Linked DNA regions of Mus musculus: region 1 is linked to region 2. Evidence: chromatin contacts called from public HiChIP or PLAC-seq data. All regions are on one chromosome and are shown on one strand. The core of a region is the stretch at or near the end of the contact, and the rest is flanking DNA. Distances in the headings are between cores, read along the strand shown. Region 1 overlaps Galnt2 (polypeptide N-acetylgalactosaminyltransferase 2). Region 2 has its middle 3.2 kb from the start of Gm42054.

Region 1 (5,749 bases), core at 1,320-3,819, 98 kb before region 2:
CTATTTCATAGCTGGTTTGTTAAATTTTCTGACTAATAATACTCCCAAACACACACACACACCAGGGCTTTCGACCTCTCAAACACTCTGGCTCCCGGACCAGCTATTTCACCTTGAACGAGACGGAACGCTGAGGTAGTCTCCGGAGCTGGTGGCTCCAATCGAGCCCTAGTCTGTGGCAGTCACAGAATCAACATAGCCAGGTCAACTCAGCATTTCTCTCACAACACAAATTTCTTCCCACACAACCTGAGCCTGAGTCTGGGGTGCTAGGCAGGGTCAGTGATAACAGGGTCTCACTACTCACTGGGCTTTAAAACTGGGAGGCTAGGCGAGCTGCTGTGAGCCCGTGGCTGCCATTGGTGGCCTTTCACAGCAGCATGTAGCATTCAAGACCCCCAGGTCCTCTGTGGTCCCAGGAACTGTCTCGAATCCCTTTGTGTGGTGCCCTCAAGTGTGTGGCGAACATCTAAGAATGCTGTTCACACGCTCCGTTCTCACCGGCCCCGCCATCCCGTGATCGATTGGAGGCTCCTGCATCTACAGACCTTAGCAATCCATCTAGACCAGACCAGCAGTCCTGTTGAGAATGCCCTAATGTTCCAGGTGGTGAAGCCCCGTGCTCAGAGCCCACGGGTCCAGGCTGGGGACCAGGCACTGTGCTTCTCCTGCTATGAGGAAGGAAGACGGAGTCTGCCTAGTGACAGGTCTGTGCTCGTGGGGCGGAGGCAATAAACACATGGCTTCTGCCATGTTTGTAACAGGCATAAAAATACTCCTCTGGAAGAAGGGAGAAAATAAACAGGCAGTTTGAAATCTTCCCTTTTGAAACACATCTTGTCGATGTTAAATCCTTTTAGCTACTAGACCATATGGTCAGGCACAGAACAAGTCCCCAAAATACTCCTGAATGTCGGGTTCCTCAATGTCACCTGTCAGCGTCATTTAGAGACTGTTCAGTAATTATCACCGGGGCTGAGCAGAACAGTAGCACTTGCGTTTATAAAAAGCCAGGTCGCCAGATTCTGAAAGAGGCTTACTCAGACTTGGAGCTCATCTCAAAACTCAGACGCCCAAACCCACTAAGGTACCACTCAGCCCAAAGCCAGGCTCGCGGAGCAGAACAGCTCCCAGCTACAGACCACCCTCTTACAGCCAGGTATTTCCACCAAGGGACCCAGAGGGACGCAGGGACTGCTGGCTATTTCTGAGTCCTTGGAGTAGGTGGTTCTACCATGGTGGAGCAGAAGAAACCCCACATGTTCCCCCAGACAGAGCTCCCCCAAATGACAGGACTCTGTAGACAGGGCTCACCAGACAGAGCAAGGCACCTCCTGCTCACTGTGTCAGAGCCTCATTTTCCCTGCTGGCTGCTCTTATTGTGACCAATACCCAACAAGCAGCCACGTAAGGGAAAAGGACTGACTCTGGCTCACGGTTTTAGCGGATACGGCCCGTCACCCAGGAGAGGTGTGGCTGGGGCAGCCTGTGGCCGTGGGAGATGAGAACAGCAGACTGGGGAGCAGACATAGGGCAGAAAGGCTGGGTCACAGCCCCCAGGCCTGCACTGTGGAGATATACCTCATCATCTCCTAAAATTCTTACAAACCTCCCAAAGGAGCGCACCAAACCACCCACCCAACCGGACGACGTGCTTCTAATCCACCGAGAAGGGGGCACCCAGTCTGGGAGAGGCCCCCAACCCCCACATGAGGACCACACTACATTACAGGTTTCCTCAACTCGACCTCAGCAACACTGACCCCTCGGCCTCGGAGAGCAACTGGGCTATACTTGTGAGCTCAAGGCCTGATGGGAGCACGGCTTGAAGATGAGGGGTGCTCCTCCCCATCACTGGCTGCTGAGGGGCAGCTTGGCACCACAGGTGTGCCTCACGGATCCATGGATCTCCTCGGAAGCTGTTTGCACACCGTGTGCACAGAGGTAAGCAGTAAATCTTCCTGCCTCACCTTACAGGGGTGGCACTGGGACACGCCTGAAGAACAGGAGGAGCCCGCAACAGACTTCACAGCCCATGCAGAGAGTCAGCCGTTAAGGGAGGAGATGAAAACCCAGTTCTGAGAGGTCCCAGGCAGCCTTGAGAGGGCTGCTCTACCCAGAGATGCTCACTGTACCAAGCAGGTTGTGGAGATCAAGGTTCAGTGAGGTGTGAGTTAATGTGCTCTGTATACACTCGTTGACCACAAGTCACAGGCACACTACGACAAAGGTCATCTGTGCTTTTATTTCACTATGTGTGCTCATGGGACAGTATCAGGAGCACTCAACCCTCTGGAGCACTGTAGCTGGTGCTCCACCATGGAACCTTTCACTCACACACACACACACACACACACACACACACAACCATCAAAAAGCATTCTGTCCAAATGCTCTCAGCCACACACAAGAGTGATGGCTGCCAGAGACCCAGTCCACCAGGAGCAGTCCCCTAGGGCTCCTGAGACTCAGTAGGGAAGATCTCTGTCACCTCAGGCAACTCTTGACTGCACTACTGGAGGATCAGAGGTGCCACAGGGCCTTGGTGCAATGCCATCTTGCTCCCAGTAGGAGTCTCTGACTACACAGTGCCTTGCTGCAGCCTGGCTTTGTCTGGGCAGATCTGTGGACTGAGTGTGTGACCTTAAAGAGCATCTCCTGGGGAAGGAGGGTCTAGGTGACATGTTAGGAGCCCGGGAGCCTGAGGGCAGGGATTAGAGACTGTGGCCTTATACACTCTGAGCCCAAATATACGCTCCTCAGGAGCCATCACACCTGGGTGTGTCTGGGAGCCATGGGAACCAATTCAGCTTTCGGTCCGGTCCTGTTCTCGGAGGCTGAGGCAGGGGCCTCATGGTAAATCGGTGAAGTCCGTGGGTGAGCTGGGTGTGACCTGGGCATGGCATCCACATCCATTCCCTGCCTATAAATGGAGATCCTGCTTGTGCAGTGGTGCCAACAGCCCTCTCTTGGCCCCAGTTCTGCTTGTGCTGGGCTTCTGGCTCCAGCCGAAGCAGATCCCCTCATATTACAGAAGTGACGCATGTCAAAAGCTTGACTAGAAAATGTCTTCCACATGAAAGGGAGTGGTTTTTAGCAAATGCTTTTCCCTGTGACTCATACCAGTTGATCACATTTTAAAATAAAGTAAAACTTCCGAACAGATGACAGGAAAGCGGTGGAAAGGCTCGGCAGTCAGACAGCACTTCACAGTGTACAGCCAAGGGTGAGGGTGCAGCAGAGAGCAACAGAGCAGGAGATGGGGTCTCCCTGGCTGGTGTGGCCATAGCCTATTCACACCATGCTGCTTCCTGCCCTATTCACTACCAGAAGTTTGTCTGTCCATGTCAGCCTCAAACACTCACAAACAGATCCACTGTATCTTGGATGATCAGGTCCCATGTAGCCACCATGGACCCTGGTGGCCCTTCAGAAGACACCTTCTTCAGTGCATCCAGGGCTTTCCCCATCAGTGTATCTGGATCAGGGGAGCAGAGGGGCCAGCCCAACACAGGTCCTGGAGCAGAACCAGCATCTTCCAGTTGGGGTCCCAGATGAAGGAGCCCCAAATAGCACAGCCTAATCTGCTACCTCCCCATCTGGTCTGCCTTTTACTTAACACAGTCTTCGTTCACAATGCGTTTGTGCTTTTGCTGGCCTCATTTTCCTGATGAGGAAGGCAAGATGAAAAGGTGGTTGCTACAATGTAACAATAGGAGGTGGATCTATCACACCTGATCCAAAGACTGGCCTCCCCAGAGTGCCAACCATCCTGACAAGGCTACCCTGCTCAGTGTTTGCAAGTCCCTGAGGAGAGTGATCAGAACCCCAACCCGCAGCTCTTTCTAGGCCCTGAGATTGGGCTTCACTCCCCCTCCCACATCTACCCAAGGGCTTCTGGAGAGTTTTCACAATGAACTAATGCCAAATAAGGAACACATTCTATGCGTAAATACTACAGTATTACTTATACAAGTAGAGAAGAAACTTAAAATAGTCTCCACTAAGCAGTTAATTTATGTTACAGCCCCTTAAGAGGATATTATGCATTCGTTAAAAATTATAATGATAAAGACCACATCAAATATGCAAAATGCTTATGTTAAGCAGGAGACCAAATTTTATGTACACAATAAAACAACTATCTAAAAATACCCATCCATATGGACCAGCCTGGAACGAGACACGGGGAAGCTCATGCTGGCTGAGAGTGCTGGGTGCTGTTTCCACTTCTCCAACTCTTTCATGTTCTTAAATTATTCTCATGAATAATTTTTAAACCCAGCACAAATATGTTATGGGTAGAATCATAAATCTACATGGCTCTCAGCATCACTGATGCAGCAGACGATCTGGCCAGGCCTGGCCTACGGTTGCCAACTGTGCCTGGCTAGAGAGCTATTTGCAGAAATGCTGTAGGTCTGGTCTACTCCTCAGGTGTAGTCCACACAATAGGCCAGACTCCAAAGGTCCCCAGGAATTCAGGTGAGTACCCAGAGACACCCCTGCAGTCTAGACTTGAGCAATGCTGGGTCTGTCTCTATGTCTTTTTGGTAAACACCACTTTTCATACTAAATCTATTTTCTTTAAAAAAAAAAACAAAAACTGGCCAAGGAGAAGCCAAAGTAGCCTTGCGAGAATATAGCTATTAGCATGAGCACACTGCTGGACTAAGCGTCAGGGGACCATGGGCACCGATGCCCCGTGAGCACACACAGCCACGGCTGGACTGTTAGGAGAACATCAGCCCATGATGTTTTCATAGGAGGCTGGACATGTGCACAGAAAGCCAGATGCTCCCACCAGACGCCACATCTGCATTTCGGTGAGACAGTTGGCACTGCCTTCCTGAAGCAGATGCTTCCTGTGGACATCCCACCTTCTGGGGCTGTCAAGCTCTCAGGTGCCCTGTAGTCTGTGTGTGATCTTTACCACATCTGTGAAGCAATACCAGCATCCCATTCCAAAGAGAAGAAAACTGAGACCCAGATCACAGAATTGAGGGCAAACACTGTATACCTCAGTGAAACTGTGGCTGTCTGGGGGAGGGTGCCAGCTCTCTCTGCCTCCCAGGAACAGTCCTGGGACAGACTAGCTGACCAGATACATGGTCACCCTCTAGCACATGCTGGCTGGTCCCCAGCTGCTCAGACAGCACAGGGTCCTGGCCATCCCCTCTCATGATTTTCAGAACTTTGGACCTATTCCCACCTGTCTTAAAAGCCACCTCTGTGGTGATCACACACCATGCTTGATCCTCATGAGACACCAGGGGTGATTCCCTACATGGGACTCACTTTGCAATAAACTCAAGTTCCCACCCCATGCCCAGAGTCTCAGGAATCATGTTTTCATCTAGGTTGACACGGGGGTTGGGGGGGGTATGACACATTCAAAGGAAGTGGCAGAATGTCGACAAAACCTAGGGAGCCAAAGCCACAGGTCCACATGCTACTGCTCAAATGAAGCCAGGAGCCTCCTATCCATGATCTGACGTCTGGCACTACTACATCCTGGTATGTGTCATGAAGAATACTGGTTTGGAGCAATGGACTGCACTGGGTTAGAAATGGCCACAGTTTTTCTGCCCTCCCTCCCTCCCTGGGTGAGAAGCTGGCTATGGCCTCGTGGGCACAGTGACAGACAACTCCAGCTGCTCCTCAAGTATAGGCAGGTCCTAGACCATCAAACCTCTCTGAAACAAAGGCTGATGCCATCTACACAGCTTGAGCCAGTAGCCCTGGATCT
Region 2 (5,283 bases), core at 1,586-4,085:
CCTGACCCAGAGAGCCTTGTCTTCTCGAACCTTCTCTCCTTCCTGCCTCAGATCAGACAGATGGCCTCCTGAGGTTCTTTGTTCATTTTTCTAGCCTTGGGTAGAGACACTGAACTGGCTGTTTCTGCACCTTTGAGTCTCTGCTCATTCATTTCCTGATGTCCAGCATTGCAGTCTCAGGATGAGTAAGTGCCATGGCCCAGTGTGACAGCCTGGCACAACGGGGTAGAGGTGAACAGTAGACACTTGGGACTGTTTGCTTGGGTCAAAACACTGTGTGATTTGTGTGCTTTTTGCCTCAGTCTCACCATCTGAGAAATGGGGTGTTATGGGCCGAATGATGTCTCCCTGAGGTTCGCATGCTGAAGGCTTGAGCCTTCAGGAGCTTAGAATGTGACTGTATTTGGAGACGGGGTCTTTGCAGGAATTGTCTGCTAGTGTGAGGTCCTTGGGGTACCCCCTAATCCAGGGTGACTGGGGTTCTCATTGGAAGAGATCAGGATACAAACACACACACAGAGGAACAGTGTCCCAGGGCATTAGAGGGCAGTCACCAGCCTGAGGGGAAAACAGCCTTCTCACCTGTAGGCCTTGGACTTTCAGCTCTCAGGACAGTGAGGATGTCTGTTGACCAAACCCCACTGGCCTGCAGGGTTTTGTTATGAATGTTCCAACAGAAGACATAGAGGATGTTTGTAGTGATCACTAGCCTAGAGCCTGGTCTGGCTATGTTGACTCTAAAATTCAACTCTCTTAGATCAGACATTTGCTAAGTCTGGAATTCTGAATAAGTCAGTTCAGAGCATCAGGTGCCTAGACTGGGTCGTGGGCATAAAACTCACAGCACCTGCCATTTATGGCACTCAGGGACACCGAGTACCAAAGGCCACAGCAGCAGTAATCAGGGTTTGACAAGAAAAGCAACCTGGTTCTAAAATGAGCAAGTCAGTGCCAGGCAAGACTGCGTTCTTACCATAAACTGTACCTCCCTAGACAAACCAAAGTGAATATTGTGAAACGCAGAAGTAAAGGCTGTGTCACTTACAGGTATGATCCCCAGTGAGAGCTGGAGTCACTCTTGGTGGACAAGCCTCCTCAGAGCAGGAGTCTGAGCCCAGAGGGCTGCCCACTGGTCTCGACAGTCGGCATTGCATATGGCACCCCCTGGACACAGGCTCCTGTCGCCTTCTATCTAATCCACAACCCAGAGCTTCCAAAGACAACAGCAGCGGAAACCCTGGATAAACAGCAGTGATTTACTAATGCTGGGCAAACATTGGGAAGGGGACCAAAAATAGCGTTGGCCATTGCTCATCCTTCAAGAGGAAGCAGCTTCTCAAATGGCTCCTCTGGCGTTGAGTGTTGGAAGCCGAGTTAACTCTTCCAAACCATCTCTCCGAGGGCTCTAGGGGCACCCGGCAGCAGAGGTGGGCATGAGCCATGTGTTCCCTGAGCTGGGGCAGGAGATTTCGGTCTGAAACAGGCTGGGTTATGAATCTTATATAGAGTTCCCGTGACGCTAGGGCTAGCCTTTGGTCAGTGCACGAAGGCAGGGCTAGCCCTCAGTATTGCAGCTCCGTTTATATTGGTCACTTTTCTTGTCGCTATGATCAAACCCCTGAGGAAGGTAACTTGAGGAAGGGAGGTTATATCCGGACTCCCAGTTTGAGAGGACACAGTCAATCATGGGGGTGAAGGTATGGTGGAGGGCTTGAGGCAGTTGGCCCCATTGCATCTACGATCAAGAAGCAGAAAATGATTGCTGATGCTCACCCTTACAGACATGCCCACAGGTAGTTACCATGGTGATCCTAAACCTTCGTAGAGTCGGCAATGAATATTAACCACCACACTGCCTGTTAGCTGGGAATCAGCAAAGCCCAGCTTCTCTCTGGGCTCTGCCAGGCAGGACCAGCAGCCAGATGTGGAAGCTGAGCCTCTGCTTGCTTGCCTGGGATACAGGCTTCCCTGGGATCTGTGTATCCGCTGACTACATCCTGGCAGGTAATGGGTGAACTGGCACATTTATAAAGCCTCAAGATGCTGAGCATGGCGGCTCGGGTCTGAAATCCTAGCGCTCTAGAAGCTGATGCAGGAGGCTTATGAGTTTGAAATCAGCCTGTCCTTAAAAGGGGGAAAGAAGCTAGGCTGTGGTGGCACACACCTTTAATCCCAGCACTTGGGAGGCAAAGGTAGGTGGATCTCTGAGTTCGAGGCCAGCCTGGTCTACAGAATGAGGTCCAGGACAGCCAGGGCTACACAGAGGAAACCTGTTTATAACTGTAATGTCCCTTTACACTCATGTTGCTCTCACATCACTCCCAATAAATAATTCACCACAGGTCTGAAGAGTATATGTAGTCAAAAGATGGGGTGCAAGGAAGCAGACACTCTACAGAGAGGACCACAGCATTCGCTTCTGCAAGGATCGTGACAGGGTCTGTGTGGGCAGACCGCCACCAGGATCCCACTGTCCATGGCTTCTCTCATTTTTGGCAATGACATTTCAGACACTGCGTGGAAGGCAGATATTTCTGGGGGAGGCTTGATCATGGCACTTGACCTTTGGGAGAAATGTAAGAAATCAGGAGCTAGAACGAGGAGGAGAAATTCTTCAAGCTCGATCCCCCCCCCCCCTGCCTGCTAGAGAATAACACAAGGGCTCGGTGTCGGCTTCAAGCGCAGAGATTTAGTACAAATTCACTATTTCCTTCCTCGGCTTCCGGTTCGGTTAGTCATGGGGAGGTCTGAGTTTTCCTTTCCCAGAACCCTGGCCCAGAGCTTGCCTTGGCATTTCATCACAACTCCCTCTGAAAAGCCTCTTGTGTTTCTGTGAGGGTGAGCGCTGGAAAATGGCTCCTGCCCAAAGTGACTCAGGGCTCCTGGGACAACTGGCGAGGATTGGTCCTGACATATTTCCCAGCTGCAGATGAGAGAGCAGGGTCAAGGCCTAGTAGAGGCAGCTCCAGCTCTCACACCTGAGGCTGGATGTGGGAGGTCAGAGGTCGCAGGTCGCAAGGAAAGAAAGCTCAGAACCACCCCTGGCTCCCAGCGGCTGTCTGTCACTCAGCCGCTCAGGCTCCAAGGGTACATGGACGAGCAACAGGACTTAGACATGCTGCCTCTATGGGATGGCTGCTTCCTTCCATGGATGCGACTACAGAAGAACCACTAGAGCGAGGAGACCATGTCTGGCCGGGCCCAGCTCCCCACAGCTTCACTCCTGAGGACCTAGGGAGACTTGGACCCTACACTACTTCTTTCTTAACCCTGCTCTGAGGACTTGTGGGGCAACGAGAACTGGCTCCATCTTTCACATGGACCAGTACCATCTATATCCCATCTATGTAGTATTTGGGGTTCCTGCTGTTCCTGTTTTTTGAGATAGTCTTATGTAGTCCAGGCTGGCCTCGAACTCACTATGAAGCTAAAGATGACCTTGAACGGCTGGTCTTCCTGCCTCCACCCCCTCAGTGCTTGGTTAACGAGCATGGACCCCCACTTCTGGTTCATCCATTTATTCTTGAACAGCTTGTCATAGAAACACCATGCTGGGCCCTGTGCCAGGTCCCACTCTAAAAACCATTTGTATATCACTCCATTTTACTCTCTGAGAAGCCTGAGAGAGGGTTGTCATAAGGCCAGCATTGCTCTCCCATCTGCCGGATGAGGGAGAGAGAGTCTAAGGCTCAAAGGGATCCCCTTCTTAAGGGTGTGACTAGGACAGGACCAGGGTAGCCAGACCCACACCTGGGCCTCTGTGTGCCACGTCACTGTGGTCTTCCTGTACAGATACTATAGGCAATGGCAGCTTGCGTCTCTTCCTGAGAGTCTGTGTGCATTTGCTCTGGTCTGGTTGTCTGGGGCTTCATGTACTGTCATCTAACCCCCACCCCCCACCCCTCCAGTGAGGTTCTAAGAGGTAGAGATTCCATCTGGGAGCTGATCAGAACAAAAGGCTTCCTGGTTGGGGAACACTACTGAATCCAAGTGGCTCAGAAGAGGGAGCAAGACCCAGACATACACCTGAGTGCTTCCTGTCTCCTACCCTGTGACACTTTACACTGTCTTGGGGACTCTGCTGGCAAAAGCCACCTCCACATTCATCGCTTCAACCCTGACCCCTGGAAGCACGCACAAAGTGGACATGTTTTCTTTATGACTCTCCTATGCGGAGATGATATTGCTGGCAACAGAACGCAGACAAACATAACACTTATAAATATGCCCACATGTACAGATGGTGTACTACCTATAATATAAATCTATAGTCTTTCTTTAGATAAATAGCACTTAAACTTTCTTGCATCATGTACAGAAACATTCTTTCTACAGATACTCATATGCAGCTATGTTTCTCTTTTATTTATTTTTAAATTTTGTGTGTGTGTGTATTTGTGTATGGGCACACATGCATCACATATATGTGGACATCAGAGGACAACTTGTGGAAGTCAGTTCTCGACTTCCATCACAAGGCTCAGATCATGAGACTCAGTTGCAAGCACCCTCACCTGATGAGCGTCTCACTGGCCCTGCCATTAAATGGCTGCCTAGTGCATCCCATCATAAAAGCAGTAGTTTGGAAACTGTCCTGACATGAGACTGGGCTGTTCCCGTTGCTTTATATTTAAATTGCGTGGCATTCCAATACTGAAGCAACTGTCCTCTCAGATATAGCTCTTCACCATGAGGGTTGTGACAGGCAGGGAGGCCACCTCAGTGGGATTCACAGTCTAGTCCCTAAAACTTTCCCTGTATTGTGTTATGTGGCAAGAAAGACTCTAGAGGTGGAATCAAAGTTATGGACCTGAAGCAAAGATTATCACAGACTGTCCGGATGTAATTGCTGGAGTCTGGGCTGCAACCTGGGTGTTGCACCTTCATATGATGAACGGTCTCCTAGGTGATAGAGTTGAGGTGTTAGATTATGAAGGCCCCATGAAAGAGATTGATGCAGGTGTGGCTATACATTGTAATTCTGGCACTTGGGAGAACTTGAGGCTCTCCTGAGTTACATAGTAAATTTCAGGCCAGCCTTGGTTATGGTGTGAGACCTCAAAAAAAAAAAAAAAAGAGGGAGTGAGGGAAAGGGGAAGGGAGAAAGAGAGAGAGAGAGAGAGAGAGAGAGAGAGAGAGAGAGAGAGAGAGAGGAGGGACGGGGAAAGGGATAGAGGACAGGCCTTCCTTCATGCAGCTAGGCTGGGACCAGGAAGCAGATGGAAGATGAGGAGACGAACATGCATGAGGGACATAAAGAGAGGCAGACAAAGCTGACACAAG

The links. HiChIP or PLAC-seq counts read pairs in DNA pulled down with a chosen protein or histone mark.
Region 1: a contact with region 2 is called in an H3K27ac HiChIP or PLAC-seq map of embryonic fibroblasts, with 21 read pairs. The contact joins two enhancer-like sites. A contact is called at or near these places in 2 of 39 promoter capture datasets (the HPC-7 cell line and liver), 1 of 15 datasets of contacts at CTCF or cohesin (the NIH/3T3 cell line), 11 of 484 Hi-C or Micro-C datasets (the C2C12 cell line, DN2 thymocytes, adipose-derived mesenchymal stem cells and 7 more), 6 of 115 datasets of contacts at active chromatin or transcription factors (embryonic fibroblasts, embryonic stem cells, fibro-adipogenic progenitors and 1 more) and 3 of 9 other capture datasets (adipose tissue, embryonic stem cells and pancreatic islet).

The regions. Positions count from the first base shown.
Region 1 is chr8:124,288,316-124,294,064 of GRCm38.p6, reverse strand. The region is part of intron 1 of Galnt2 (polypeptide N-acetylgalactosaminyltransferase 2); the gene reads right to left. Among named protein-coding and RNA genes, the nearest start is that of Galnt2, 60 kb to the right of the region's middle. Within about 2 kb of position 2,569, at least 69 of the 459 cell types and tissues checked have an H3K27ac peak or open chromatin away from gene starts, as enhancers often do. A contact at or near this core is called in the C2C12 cell line, brown adipocytes, embryonic fibroblasts and 2 more, where this site is marked.
Region 2 is chr8:124,190,728-124,196,010 of GRCm38.p6, reverse strand. No RefSeq gene overlaps it. Among named protein-coding and RNA genes, the nearest start is that of Gm42054, 3.2 kb to the left of the region's middle. Within about 2 kb of position 2,835, at least 71 of the 459 cell types and tissues checked have an H3K27ac peak or open chromatin away from gene starts, as enhancers often do. A contact at or near this core is called in the C2C12 cell line, brown adipocytes, embryonic fibroblasts and 2 more, where this site is marked.